Linked DNA regions of Muntiacus reevesi: region 2 is linked to region 1. A link is a contact called in public Hi-C data. All regions are on one chromosome and are shown on one strand. Each heading gives the region's core, a stretch centred on a gene start, on an enhancer-like site or on the middle of the called end of the contact. The rest is flanking DNA. Distances are from core to core; before and after follow the strand shown. Region 1 holds the start of RFC5 (replication factor C subunit 5). Region 2 holds the start of SUDS3 (SDS3 homolog, SIN3A corepressor complex component).

What was found. Hi-C and Micro-C count contacts between places; a contact is called where the count stands out from the background.
Region 2: a contact with region 1 is called in a Hi-C map of muscle, with 10 times the contacts expected there. The contact joins the promoter of SUDS3 here to the promoter of RFC5 in region 1. A contact is called at or near these places in 2 of 3 Hi-C or Micro-C datasets (blood and muscle).

What each region holds. Positions count from the first base shown.
Region 1 is chr13:16,254,938-16,262,616 of mMunRee1.1, reverse strand. It overlaps RFC5 (replication factor C subunit 5), which reads right to left and starts at 5,355. Exons shown (of 11, transcript XM_065905051.1): 1 at 5,198-5,355; 2 at 3,639-3,703; 3 at 3,235-3,371; 4 at 2,004-2,083; 5 at 1,293-1,366; 6 at 1-98. The coding sequence starts at 5,259.
Region 2 is chr13:16,557,258-16,564,196 of mMunRee1.1, reverse strand. SUDS3 (SDS3 homolog, SIN3A corepressor complex component) reads right to left here and starts at 3,755. Exons shown (of 13, transcript XM_065904311.1): 1 at 3,205-3,755; 2 at 896-965. The coding sequence starts at 3,583.

The sequences.
Region 1 (7,679 bases), core at 4,106-6,605:
TCGGAATCGTGTACACCGGGACTGCAAGGCGGGGATGATCTTTGACAGATAGTTACAGATGAGGCAAAATCTGGTATTTTCAGTAAACTTCTCAATCACTGGCAAGGGAAAAGAAAACCACCTCACTTCCATTCTGATTCTTCAAGAGACCCAGAAACCCTGCACTTTTCTAGGGTCACATGAAAGGTACAGAAAACAAGAATGCAGACACGTGGAGATGCTATGGTAGCGAGAGAGGATGTCTCTGAAGACCAGCCATTCTTTCCTGAGCTGATAAACAGGACTGTACAGAACACTTCCTTTTCCATGATTGGCCGTGATTCTGGCACTCTTGCCATTCTACTCCATTAAGATATGAAATCCAGTGTTCCTTCCCTTTTGCCTAAAATTCTACTTGGCAGATGGATGATGCCCCAACTTTTACTGGGCAGGGGAGGAGGATGGCTTTTTGAAGACTTGTGAGTAGACTTTGTCTCAAACTCTTAGAGCATTCACGAGAGCATTAACCTGAATTCAGAGATGCCTAAGACGCCAGTTTCATTCTGTACTAACATCCTCATGCTGGGATCTGCCCAGACTGACTCAACAGAACAAGATGCTGAAGAAAAGCTGCCAACGCCTCTAGGACCAGAAGATATTCTGTTCTCCTCCTCCTTGAACATGGGCTGCAATCTACTTCTCCCTAAAATTCTTAAAGATTCTCTTCTCTCCTAGCTGTTCACTGCAGGATCTTAATGAGAGAGATTAAGAATGTCCTTGCAAAGAAACTAACTGCACCAGGCCCCTTAAGACTTGACAAATTACAGCATACTCTCCCTTCCTGGCCAAATCATTCTCCTGGCAAGAAGTGAAGTCATGTCAGCTTTCTGATGCAACTAAATTTCTAGTATTATTTTCCTGGCTCCTTTGTATCTAAGGGTACCAATAGCAGAAAGGCCTATCTAGCAGTTTAGGAATGAACAACTTCTTACCTGCTCCCATCCATCAGTACAAATTCCCAACCCTGAAACTGAACCCAGGGAAAAAGGAGGATAAAACACCAGTGTCTGGTCATTACCCAAGAGTCCTCAAAAGGTTTATGTCTTTAAGTTACTAAAAGAGGTAATATTCAGTGCAGAGATTTTTGTCTAGATCATCAGGTGGGATATGCAGTAAAAGGCATACAGAGATTTCCTTGGGTCAGAAGATGAATGAAAACTGAAAAGAAGCCATGTCCTATCTCATGTCCAAAGATGCTAATTCTCCTCTAGAGCTGTCCTCACCAACACACTGTACATGGCCATACTCCTTACCTCTCCGCAGGGCGTTCTGGGCGTCCTGAGTCATGGCATCGGCCTCATCCAAGATCACTAGTTTAAAGCCTTTCCTAGGAAGACGAGTGTTATTGTCTAAAAGCTTCTTCAATCTCACTGTGACTTCCAGGCCCAAATCTACCCCTTTACATTTGTGCCATTGGGCCCTGGCTCATAAAGTTCATTTTTCCTAGAACTCTGGCCAAAGCAGACATTTGTGGTCACATAAAACAAATACCCCACTGCTCCTTCAACTCTTAAAATGAACAGAGGTCTAACTTCTGTGTCAGATTTTGTCCTCTGGCACCTTCATCTTTCTTCCACCCAGAATCCTATTATTCTAGTGCTGCTTTTTCCCCACCACCTTTACTTCTGCCTGTCTTTTCCTCTTTTTCCACCACCATCCTAGTTATCCACCCTGATCCCAATTCAAACTAGCTCACCCAGTCTTATGATGTTATCAGTTCTCTGTTAACCAATAAAATGAAACTAATGCTTCCCTAAGGTACTTGCAAATAGATTTAGATAATATTTTCATTTTAGTATTTCTTACCACCATTCCTGTACTTTATCTCTTTCTCATGGCTGCTTTTGACAAAGCCTCCATGCCCTCTTTTTAACACTTTTATAAACTGGCAAAGGAGAGGATTTAAAAAACTCAATTCACTGATCAAAATCTTTAGGGAGAGAAATCATGCAAGGAATTCTTACTTAAATATTGTCCTTGTGCTAGCAAAGCTCAGGATTGGTCCCCGAACGATATCTATTCCTCGGTCATCTGAAGCATTCAGCTAAATGTGAAAGAGAGAAGCCAGAATAAATAGAAAACATATTAGTGTGCTATGAATTAATGTATCTTTTTATCAGTCCTGCTCAGCAAGCTAGGTCTCTAGGTCTAAGGACAGATAAAGAGATGATCATTAAAAGACTGCAATTATATTTAAAACTCACAGCTCACTAGATCATTCCACTATATTCTGAAAGGCCAATGACTATCTTTCTTCTCCCTTTTGAGGACAATCACTGACATGCTTTGGAGGAATAATTAATTGGTTTGGTCACAGTGAACAGCACCCCAGGCAGGAGCAAAATGATGCTAATTTTAGCTACCACAACCCAGAGCAACCCAGAAGTTACCAAGTTTTTAATACACTGAAGCAAGAACAAGTAAGAATCTTGGTGGCAGCAAGATTCTAAGATCTATAACAAAAAAGTAAGTTAAACCATTTTTTTTCTTACAATAGACAATATTTAGAATTTCATAATCTAAGTGGATCAGTCATGTCCCAGCAGTAAACAGCACACTCAAATTCAGTAATTTGAAGAGAATAAAATGAAGATATTTTAAAAGGTGCTTGTGAGGTGTGGGAGAACACACAAGAGCTATGCAATACTTTATGGGCTACTGGGGCCCATTACCACTCCCAAGTCTTAAGGGGTTGGTGGGGGAGTGGTGCTGGCTCCTGGGGAATGCTGGGTGCTATGCCTTGTGGGTGGGGACACTGTCCATCTGTGGTGACCCAGGGCTGGATCAGGCATCATTCTTCCCCAACTTCTGCCAGGGTCCCTACTGGTCAAACCCAAAAGGAGCCAGAGGGCAAGAGAGCTTGTCGTCAACACAGCCCAGGTCTTCCAGGACAAGAACAGTGTGGAGCAACATGGAGAAGGGCACATAGAAGACGGCTAGCAACAGAGTGACCACTGAGCGTTTGAATGAAAGTTGGCAATAGCAAACAAAAACACCTGGCCCTACCACTGCCCTCTAGCTACACCAAAAATCTCTAGGCAAAAATGTCAATTATAGGAAAAGTGAACTGAAATATTGTATATCTGCTTCTTTCCCAACCACCAGCAGGGCAACTAACTTGTAAAGGAAAACAAAGCTAGCAGAACTAAAATTAAAGACCAGAGTCCTTTGAAAGTTAAGGGTAATCTCATTTACCTCCAAGACCATGGAGCCAAATTCCTTATCTTTGTACAGCTGTTTAGCACAGGCCAGGATGGTGGATGTCTTTCCTGTCCCTGGAGGACCATACAGAAGGAGGTGCGGCAGGCGGTCCTCACTGATAAACTTCTGAACTGAAGATGGGGGGGGGGGGAGAGATGCTATCAGTCTCAGAGTTGCTTCATTCACCGTGGGCCAGAGTTGGGCTGAATCCACTTCAACTCTATGTTCAAATCCAGGGCACACACAAGAATGAAAAATCTGAAGGACGTAGCTGTCAAAGCCACATCCCAAAAAGCTTAATTAGATTCTTTAAAGTTATTACAGCAGAGACAACATCCCTAAGAAATATATCCAGGTCCTTCAACCAGGATACCAGCCACTGACACATGGATACTTACTAGTACTCAAGATGTCCTGATGGGAAATGAGATCATCCAGTGTCTGTGGCCGGTATTTTTCAACCCTAAAATACAATGTAGCATGCATTACAACATATATAAAGGCAAGAATATTTTGTTATGTGCAGAAGAATCCTTTCATACAGATCCTAACAAAGAAGAGAGAGATACAAAAACCTGTACCCAGTGATTCTCACTCGGGGCAATTTTGTCCCCCAGTGAACTCTTGATAATATCTAGATTTTTTTCCCTGTCAAACTGGGTGGAAGATGCTATTGGCATCTAGTGGATAGTCATCAGGGAAGTTATTCAACATGAAATGCACAGGTTAACCCCCTTGGCCATGCCCCCCCCTCTCCCCCCGTATCTGGTTAAAAAGTCAATAATGCTGAAAAACTGCTCTCATTTCACCTTTCCAGCTATCTGCCTATAATCTCAAACTGGATGGGCACCTAAAGTTAATCCAAAATTGAACCTGTATCCAAATATAAATTAACAGATGAATGGATCAATAAATGGTGGTATATCCATACAGTGGAATGTTATTAGCAATAAAAGGACACAAACTGCTGATCCAAGAAGCCAGTCACAAAAGACTACATATTGTATGATTCAAGTTACATGAAATATCCAGAATTGGCAAATTCACAGAGACAGAAAGTAAATTAGTGGTTGCCAGGAGCTGAGGGAGAGGGGAATGGGGAGTGACTGCCAATAGGTATATTGTTTCCATTTGAGGTATATGAAAAATTTTGCAACTAGATAGTGGATGATCACACAACATTCTGAATGCACTTAATGCCAGGAACTGTACACTTTAAAATGGTTACAACTTTAAATTGTATGTTATGTATTTTTACTATAGTAACAACAAACTGAACTCATTATCTTGAAAACTTTTGAAAAGAAACAAGAGTTTTCCAAAATCAAGCCAAATCACATCAGTCTTTAAAACAACACTAAGACACAGTTGTGGAAGCAGACTGGCTAAGAGTGCAAGCTCTGAATCTGGACCACCTGGGTTCAAATCCAAACCTATTTTCCAACTCTAGACCTTAAGCAAGTCATTTAACCTTTTGGTAGAGCTAGAATAACAGTACCTTCTTCCTAGGGTCTTTGCCAAACTCCAACATGTAACAGGGTGCGTCACTGAGATCAAAGCTAAATAGGAAGCGCTGTCATCACCATCATTACTCTAGCTTAGAATGTGACCAGTAATCGCACCAAGAGAAGAGGCTATTTTGGCAAGAGAGAATATTCTGCCACAGAGGCCAAGGCAATGTCAGAAGACATGGGATCGAACCTCTGTGTTGTCACCCAGCTGGGGAAGCCGTTTTCCGCTTCCGCAACAGGAAAGGGGGCCCAGGGTTGCGGGTAAAGGGAGACCTAGCCAGTTATAAATAGAATGGAGCGGGACTGGGGAGTTGAGGGGTGGTGCGTCCTCAAGTCCGGGAACGGCGGGGCGAGGTCGGGCTGGAGACTGGCCCACTTGCTCACTCTGGCCACCGCCTCCGCGCGCGGCCGATCCCCTTCCCCGCAGCAGCTGGGCCCCCTCCTACCAGGGCAGGTTTCTGATTTTGGCCGCCTCAGGATACTGCTGCTTGTGCGCTGAGGTCTCCATAACGGGGTGATGATGGTGACCGGTAGGCTTGTCGCGTACCCCAGAGGCCCGCACCTCGCAACAACCGCAACCAGACCCCGGTACCCCTGCACTTAGAGTTCGCGCGCAAACGCAACTCTCGCGAGATTTAGTGGCCTTCGGACTTCCTCCCTAGGTCCCGCCCCCTCCCCGTTGCTAAGGTCCCTGTTGCCTGGTTGCCGGCAGGCCCGGCCGGACGCCTCGCGCCAACTCCGCCCTTCTCTAGTGTGTGGAGCTGCCCTCCCGGGTGTGGACCAGAGTCCTTAACCCAGAGGGAGCGCGCGCCGGAGAGGCACGGCCACCCCCTACAGCCACCAGTCGTCATTACAAGTTAAAGTCTCGCGGCCAAAGCCAATTCCAGTCGTCACCAAAGTTCTAGCTGTTACCGTTCAAAGGAACGGAAAGCTGCCAGCGCTAAAAAATTCTGAGGTAAAACAACCCCAAATTACACGACTAGTTCTTGAATACAGATGCCATAAGAAACAAGGCTCGAAATATTTTTGGCCCCAAAGCTAAGAGGTGAGCACTTCAAATTGAAAAACAACTCCAAGCACAACTCCAACTTCAGTCCGCCTCTCAAATCTGTGCCCCTCACCCAACAAAATTTACAGAACCGACCTCCAGAAACAACTCCAGAGAGAAAAAATAAATAATAAGTAACTTCCCGTCAGGTTAATATGTGTAACTGGAACTTACACAAAACTGTGTAACTTAGTTAGTAAGCGTAGAGGACAGGGTCCCTCTGACGTGAAGCTGCGGAGGAGAATCGGTATCAAAATGTTAGTATTTTTTCCTGAGGTGAGGGGATTATGAACCACTTTTGTTTTCCCTTTTGCTGGTCTGTAGTTCCCAGCAATAAGTGTGTATTATATCCGTAATCAAGTTGTTTTGGCTGCGCTGGGTTTTAGTTGTGGCACGTAGTATCACGCAAGATTTTCATTGCCACCTGTTGGATCACCGTTGCAGCACGTGGTCTCTTAGTTGTGGCATGTGGAACCCAGGAATGGAAGCCAGGCCCCTGCATTGGGAGCTCGGATTCTTAGCTACTGGATCACCAGGGAAGTCCCTGTGTCTTTTTCTCTTTTCTTGCCATGCTGAGAAAGACAATCCTGAGAGGAGATGAGGCTGACCCAGGATTACAAGTGTTCTGATTTAGAAGTAGCTGCTCCTTGCCTCTTACTACCAAACTGTCACCCATTTTAGGAGCAGAATAGAGGGACAGAGGGTAAATATAAAATGACAGTTATGGCTTCACCCTGGTCCCTGCCTGGGGAATCAGAAGAGGGTCAGATGGGGCTGTGATATGACAATGTCCATCTGTCTGACTTATTTCATTTAGTATAATGACCTTATTCTTTATCATATGGATATCCAGTTTTTCCAACATAATTTTTTGTAGAAACTATCCAATGAGTATTGTATTCTTGGTTCTTTGACAAGTATTGAAAGTGAAGTCACTCAGTCGTGTCCGACTCTTTGTGACCCCATGGACTGTAGCCTACCAGTCCATGGAATTTTCCAGGCGAGAGTACTGGAGTGGGTTGCCATTTCCTTTGTTGATCATATATGTATCTGGGCTGCTGATTCTGTTCCATTGGCCTGTCTTTTTTTTATGCCAGTACTATAGCGTTTTGATAATTAAAGCTTTGTAATAAAGTTTGAAATCAGGAATTGTGATGTTGTCAACTTGGTTCTTCTCTTACGGTCCTTTGTGGTTCCATACAAATTTTAGGACTGCTTTTTTTATATTTTTGTGGAAAATATTGGAATTTTGCTAGGGCTTGTGTTGAATCTATAGATGGCCTTGGGTTGTATGCACTTTCTAAGAATATTAATTCTTCTAATTTGTGAGTTCAGAATATCTTTCAATTTATATGTGTCTTCTTCAGTTTCTTTTACCAATGTGTTGTGTTCACTGTATCGATGTTTCATCTCCTTGTAAATGCATGTCTGTTATTTTTTATGCAGTTGGAAATGGGATTATATTCTCTGTTTCTCTTTTTGATAGTTTATTGTTAGTATATAAAATGTTGATTTTATATCCTGCAGCTTCATTGAACTGGTTGATTAATTCTAATAGCTTTTGATGGAGTTCCTCACCCAGTAAACATAGAGTTAAGTAAGAACAGTTGATTGCCAAATTTCTGTCTTATCCTTATGCCTGTGGCATTATTTGGGGGAAATCCTTGGGGCATCAGTGACAACCTTGGATCTATTCAGGGGGAGGAGGCAAGTTATTTCTTTCATCTACTCTGGTCTGTCATGATACATCTTAGAGCTATTGTTTTCCTTGTTCCTGAGGATGGGAGAAGTGAGAGAGAGCACTCGGTATCAAAGATCTTGATCTTGATGGACTTGGAATTTGTTAAAAATGTTAGAAGGTGCTCAGGGTCAGGATTTTG
Region 2 (6,939 bases), core at 2,506-5,005, 300 kb before region 1:
CTTTCACTTCACTTCAAAGAATTTCAAAAGCCAAGGCAAGATTCTCAAAACACATTCCACAAATACTTAGCAGATCTGTGCTGTGCTCCCTTGAGTGCTGGACAAGAGGGAGTGCTGTCAGTCGCTCTGAGGTGTGGCCCCACTGGAGGCAGGGTGTGAACGCAGGGCGAGTGGCAGGGGCACGGGCGCAGGCGTCGGGCCGGCCCCGCTCTCCACCCTGGTCTCCCTCGGCCTGCCTGGCGTCCACACGCAGCCCTGCCTTGGCCAGTGCTCAGCGTGGTCACACCCACCTGAGAACCAAGGGGCTGGGAAACGTCATTTCCCCTCTCCAAGCAACGGTTTTCACTTATAAAAGGGGGGGAGGGAGCAACCAATGGGTTCCCCCTTCCTTCCTCCACGGTCGTCTTCTTCTGGGAAAGTTTCTTCCAGGTTCTTTCTAGCCTAACCCTCAAAAGATTCTTAGCACAGGAAGACTGGTTAAATGTGACAAATTTAAAGGGGGGAAATTGTACCCACATGCGTGGTCTCTGCTGCTGTGGTCATGCGTACTCACTGCTGCTGCTAAGTCACTTCAGTCGTGTCCGACTCTGTGCGACCCCATAGACGGCAGCCCACCAGGCGTCCCTGGGATTCTCCAGGCAAGAACGCTGGAGTGGGTTGCCATTTCCTTCTCCAATGCATGAAAGTGAAAAGCGAAAGCGAAGTCACTCAGCCATGTCTGACTCTTAGCAACCCCATGGACTGTAGCCCACCAGGCTCCTCCGTCCACGGGATTCTCCAGGCAAGAGTACTGGAGTGGGTGCCATTGCCTTCTCCACCATACACACTAGGCCACCATTAAAGATGCCTTGTCAATTCTGTATTCCAAAGAAGAAACGTAAAAAATCATACTCACTGTTCCTTCATTTCTACATAGTCTTCTTCATCATGCTTTGCCAGGTCAGTTTCACTAGCATCCTCAGTGTCTGAGCAAAATTAGGGAATAAGGGTTTGTTAAAATCGTAATTCATAGAGTTGGTATCACTTGATACAGTGACACTTGACAGAGTTCTGAAAAATGAATTTCTACTCAATGCAGACCTGTGTGAAGCCATCAGTGAAACAAGAAAGCGCCATTTCCAACTCATATACAGCCAGACTTATCCAAAGAGCCTGCCTTTATCTGAAGTGCAGCCAGAGAACAGGGTGCATCAGACACAGCTGGTCACAGTCAAGGCTGTTACTTTGGCAGAAACACTGGCAGTTCAGAAAAAGATGTGGGTGTAAGACTGGAAAACTACAGGCAGCAAGCTTTGCTCCTACTCCAAACCACCTAATACATGCATCCTCTTTTGGTATATGCCCAATTTGAATCCCTATGAGATTTTACATCACGTATTCCAGATGGCGCAGTGGTAAAGAATCTGCCTGCCAACGCAGGAGACTCAAGAGATGGAGGATAGATCCCTGGGTCAGGAAGATGCCCTGGAGAATCCACTCCAGTATTGTTACCTGGGAAATCCCACGGACAGAGGAGCCTGGCGGACTACACATATACAAAGGAGAATCCAAACCAACTAAAGGAACTCTAACTACAGAAATATTTTCAAAGGGAGAAGGAAGGGGACAAGAAAATTAAACAGAAACTGTTTCAGAATACTTTAAACACTGTTTTTAGAATAAGCAAATGGCTGGACTATCTACCTGATTTCAACAGTCCCATTTGAGGGGGAAACGAAAATCAATTTTTGTTTCACTGCTCCCCCTTGTGGGCATTAAAAGCAATACAAGTGATTCATCTTCAAATTCTCTTGGTTAAGCCTTGCCTTCAAAGGTAGTTCAACCAGAATTGTAGCAAGTTCCTTCAACTTTGTATCTGCACACACAGCTGCCTTTTTAAAGCCTGCTGCAGTTCCAACCCTCCATCCCACTTTTCCTCCCTCCTTCAATGAAGGAGCCTACCCTGAGTGGTCACCTGTCTGCCACTCACAGTGAGATGATTAATAAAACATACTCCTGATTCCAGATAACTGCTCTAGCTTTTGCTCCACCGCGCTATTTTGAGCCATACCAGTCCACCCAAATGTTTCTCTTTCTCTCTCTTCTTTCCTCTCTTTTGTCCTTTCAAAACTTCTTCACCTTTCTCCTCCTGCGGCCAGCTCCTTCCTCAGTTCCTCAAAAAGTGTTCCTCACACTTGCCAAACTTCAGTAATGATAATATAAACACTGTGAAACTTAAAAAATAACACCTGAGCATCATTAAGCAAATCCCTATCTCCTGCTCCCTGAGCGTGTTTCCCCAATGGTGAACACTGAGGATTTTTATCAAGGACCAGTTCACATGCTTTAAGCCAGTGTGTGTGCTCAGTTGTTAAGTCCTCGCTGGCTCTTTTTGCGACCCCATGGACTGTAGCCCACCAGGCTCCTCTGTCCATGGGATTTCCCAGGCAAGCAAAATGAAGCAGGTTGCCATTTCCTTCTCCAGGGGATCATCCCCACCCAGGGATCGAACCCGTGTCTCCTGTATTGGCAGGCGGATTCTTTACAACTGAGCCAACAGGGAAGATCTGCTTCAGGCCTGAAGCTCATTTAATCCTGGCACCTACGCTAGGAAGCAGGTACTGCTGCCAGCCCCACTGCTGTTGGAGAAACTGAGACTCAGAAGCTTAAGTAAATTGCCTGATATCATTAAGCTGGGTTCACTGAGCCAAACTGAGATCTAATTCGATCTGACCGATCCCAGGTCTCCTTCTTTTAACCAACCTGTCCAGCACTGCCCAAAGCAGGGCTGACTTAAGCATTTCCCGGGGCGGCGGGGGGACATCTTGGTAACTAGGAAGCTAAACTGGGCTTTTGCTCAGATCCTCTCAGGAACTAAAAGGCGAGGAGTGCTCAGTAGACCTAGTGAATGGCGGCTTTCTTACTCGAACCCGAGAAGAGCTGAAGTTCAAACGGAGACAGCTGGGAGGAGACGAGCAGAACCTTAAAGGGACCTACAAGCTCTGACAACAGCTCCTTAAGGCCCCTCTCCGCGTTAACTGTCCTCAACCAAGTCCTTCCCCAACACAGGTCGCGGGAACTTCCGGGAGCCGCGCTCCTCCGGGCAGCCCCTCCAGCCGACCCCCAAGCTCCAGAAGTCGCCCCGCCCCGCTCCCAGACAGCCCCACCCCTTCCCGCAGCCGTCCCACCCCCGCCCGGGGCTGCCCAGCGGGCGGGAAGGCGGACCTTCGTCCGACTCGCGGCCCCGGCAGCTGCGCTCGTCATCCTCGGCGCTCTCCAGTTCCTCGTCCTCCTCCGGGTAGTACTCCGGGGCCGGCGGCGCTCCAGCCGGGGCCGGGGCCGGCGCCAACAGCCCCGCAGCACTCATGTCGCCTCCGCCCGAAGCTAGGCGTGCCCCCCGGGAACCACAGCCACCCGCCCTCCAGGCTCCACGTCCGCGTCGCAGCGCCTGAGGGAGCCGCCGACTCCAAGAGCCGGAGCGCCGGCGACCCCTTCCCCGTCTTCGCCAAGCTCCGCCCCGCGCGCCCGCTCTCGGCAACGGGGGCCTTGCGCCTGCAGCAACTTCCGGGTCGCGAGCTGCCTGACGACCGCCTGACTCCGCCATCCTAGAGGGAGTGACGAGGCCGCGGGTCGCCCTCTTCGCCGTAACGCCATCTCCTTCATCGCCGTCTTTAAAATCCTCGACGGGTAGAGGGGAGGGGCACAGATAGGCTCTCGAGTTAGGCAAATTCTTGGGCAGGCCCGACCGCGGCTAGGACCCTAAAGCTCAGAGGCACTTACGGAAATAGCCACCAGGCGGCGCCTGGAGCCAAAACCAGAGATGCTTTTTTAGGGACTTGGGAGGCAAAGGGTGCCCAGGGCTCTGCTACGTAGGTGGAGGTGGTCTCTAACTTAAACAGGTGAATGGCATGAACCATCCCGTTTATAGGTCGGGAAACCTAGACATTTAGAGTTTGCGTGATCATCCCGAAGAAAAGGAGCCCGGCTCCTCGTCTGACTGCTTAGAGCTTTTGAAGAACTAAAATGAAAACGAAGATGCTAATATTCCATGCTGGGGCCAAACAAAACTCTATTTTCCCAGTCGGTGGGTAGGACTTTCCGCTTGTGTAGGTTTGCTCAGTACGGTATTATCTCGATTTTACAGATAAGAAAAGAGCTGTCAGTTTTCCTTAAAAAAAAAAAAAAAGGTAACGGCCAGCCTGCTTTGTTTAGACTGTCACCCGCCAGGTCCTCTGCAGTACAGGTGCCTCATATTTCTCAGAATATAAATTTTTTAAAAGGTTATTTTTCCCAATCCAGGAACTTGCTAACCAATTCTCAACAGAGCAAGTGGAACATGTGCCTGCAGAAAATTAATTAGACACAGGTAAGGAAGGTGCTAGCTGGTAACTTGGAAAACAAGAGAGTTGATTATCTGTATGAATTCATTTGTGTGATTACTGAGTAGAAGGAGACATGGTATTATAAGCTTTGCTTAATGAACAAATTGAGGATGTCCCTCATCCAGGTGTGTGTAGCAAGAAAAGGGATAAAAGTGCCCAGAGATGTTTAACGGTTTGTCCAGAGTAACACTATTCTTTATGTTGCATCCAAATCTCCATAGGGCTTCCTCGGTGGCTCAGTAGTAAAGAAACCATCTGCCAATGCAGGAGACTCGAGTTAGACCCCTGGGTCAGGAAGATTTCCTGGCGAAGGAAATGGCAGCCCACTCCAATATTCTTGCCTAGGAAATCGCATGGTCAGAGGAGCCTGGCGGGCTACAGTCCAGGGGGTCTCAAATCAGTCAGATACAACTGAGCAACTAAACAAGTCTCCAAAGGGAAAAAAAAATAATGTACAAGCAGTAAAGTTGAACACAGATGTAAAAGCCAGGATGGAACCCAATATCAGATCCTCTGTGACCAAATTTATCTCTGAATTGGTCCCCATAGAGACTTTTCAAAAAGAAAATTTTATTTCTCATCCCATTTAACATTTCTTATTTTATGCTTTGTTGTAAATAAAATCTTGGCTCTACTTCTGACGGATTCTTCCTCCCAACAAAACTCAAAAATTTTCAGAATGGAATGCTGTTATGTCTTCCCAGAAGTTCAGAGATCTTCTAACGCTCCTAAGTAAGAGGCATTCGCGTGGCTCCCTGTAGGTCCACCATCTATTTTAAAACTAAAACTTCAAGACTGTCTCTTGTCCAAAGGATGAAGTCATTTTCTTTTTTTATGCTGTTGGGTCACATCTAAATTATTTGTAATCAACTATATTGAGCAACTAGAGTTTCCATCAGTAGCAATAATAACACCAAACAAAGCACCAACATTTTAGAAATCAGAGTTCATTGATACAATGATATAATGATTTTTTAAAAAAGAGTTGATATCATTGCTAATTGGTTTCCTTTCAAGATACTGGCATGTCTATGTTGTTTACTTTTGTCTACTTAATTGCAAACAGCATCTGTTAATGATCATGCCTTTCTTTTTTATGTAACTAGACAGAACTGAACACTTGCATAGTGAACTTATCCCTTTTTTTTCTATCCATATTGAGCTCTTGGGCTTCCCTGCTGGCTCAGTTGGTAAAGAAATCTGCCTACAATGCAGGAGATCTGAGTTCAATCTCTGAGTCAGAAAGATCCCCTGGAGAAGGGAATGGCTATCCACTCCAGTATTCTTGCCTGGAGAATCCCTCGGACAGAGGAGCCTGGGGTGTGGGGGGGTTGGGGAGGGGGCTACAGTCCCTGAAGTTGCAAAGAGTTGGACACAACTGAGCAACTAACACTTTCACATTTTCAGGATGAGCTCTTAACTAATAAATACTTTATAAAGAAACAGGACCTAGTCAAAAATATTCTCTCATGACTTTAGTCTTATCCAACATGTACAGTTGTCTAATATGATTTTGGACAGTCTTTCCCTAGGCCTCTAAAAATCAAGTTCCCTTAAAATCAAGTTTTACCACCTTGAAATCTCTGCATCCCTTCCCAAAATGGCACTCAGTCACACGGCTCAGGCAATATCTACATAAGAATTCATGTTAGAGGAAGGCCTGCCAAACCCTTGTTACATACCCTAACACTCAAAATTACATCTTAAAGGGAGCATCGTAATTGGTGGTTGTTGTGTTAGTCGCTCAGTCATGTCCGACTCTTTGCAACCTCATGGAGGTCCTCTGTAGCCCACCAGGGTCCTCTGTCCATGGAATTCTCTAGACGAGAATACTGGAGTGGGTTGACATTTCCTTCTCCAGGGTATCTTCCCGACCCAGGGATCAAACCTGCATCTCTTGAGTCTCCTGCATTGGCAGGTGGATTCTTTACCACTGTGCCAGCGGGAAAGGATGGCAAGTATGGTCTTAGATCAGTATGATCTTAATTGGAATGAGCACTACTTTAAATAACGATTTTAAATCATACTGTGCCGTCCTTCCCCACTGGCACAGTGGTAAAGAATCCACCTGCCAATCCAGGAGACACAGGTTTGATCCCTGGGTCAGGAAGATACCCTGGAGAAGGAAATGGCAACCCATTCCAGTATTCTTGCCTAGAGAATTCCATGGACTAAGGACCATGGTGGGCTACAGAGGACCTCCATGGGGTTGCAGAGTCGGACGCGACCAAGCAACTAACACAACACACAGCAATGATTTTAAAATGCTAGGAAAAACCTGAATATTGTTTAGAAAAATTTTGTTAGCAGGAGTTAAAAAAGAGTTAATGATGGAGACTTTTGTAAGAGCAAAGTCCTGTATACATCTGATAAGGCTTAGGAACAAACTGTGTTCCTAAAATGAAACAATGTCTTCACAAAAGGCTGAATTGTCAAAGTCCATAAACTTTAGGGTTTAGGGGTGAAGGTAGCGGTTTTAGTTTTAATTGATTTAATCAACATAGCCAGTTTCACAAAAATATAAAGAATGACTCTGAGTTAATAGGATGCACTTTCACCCCTGGCAAGTATCCTCTTG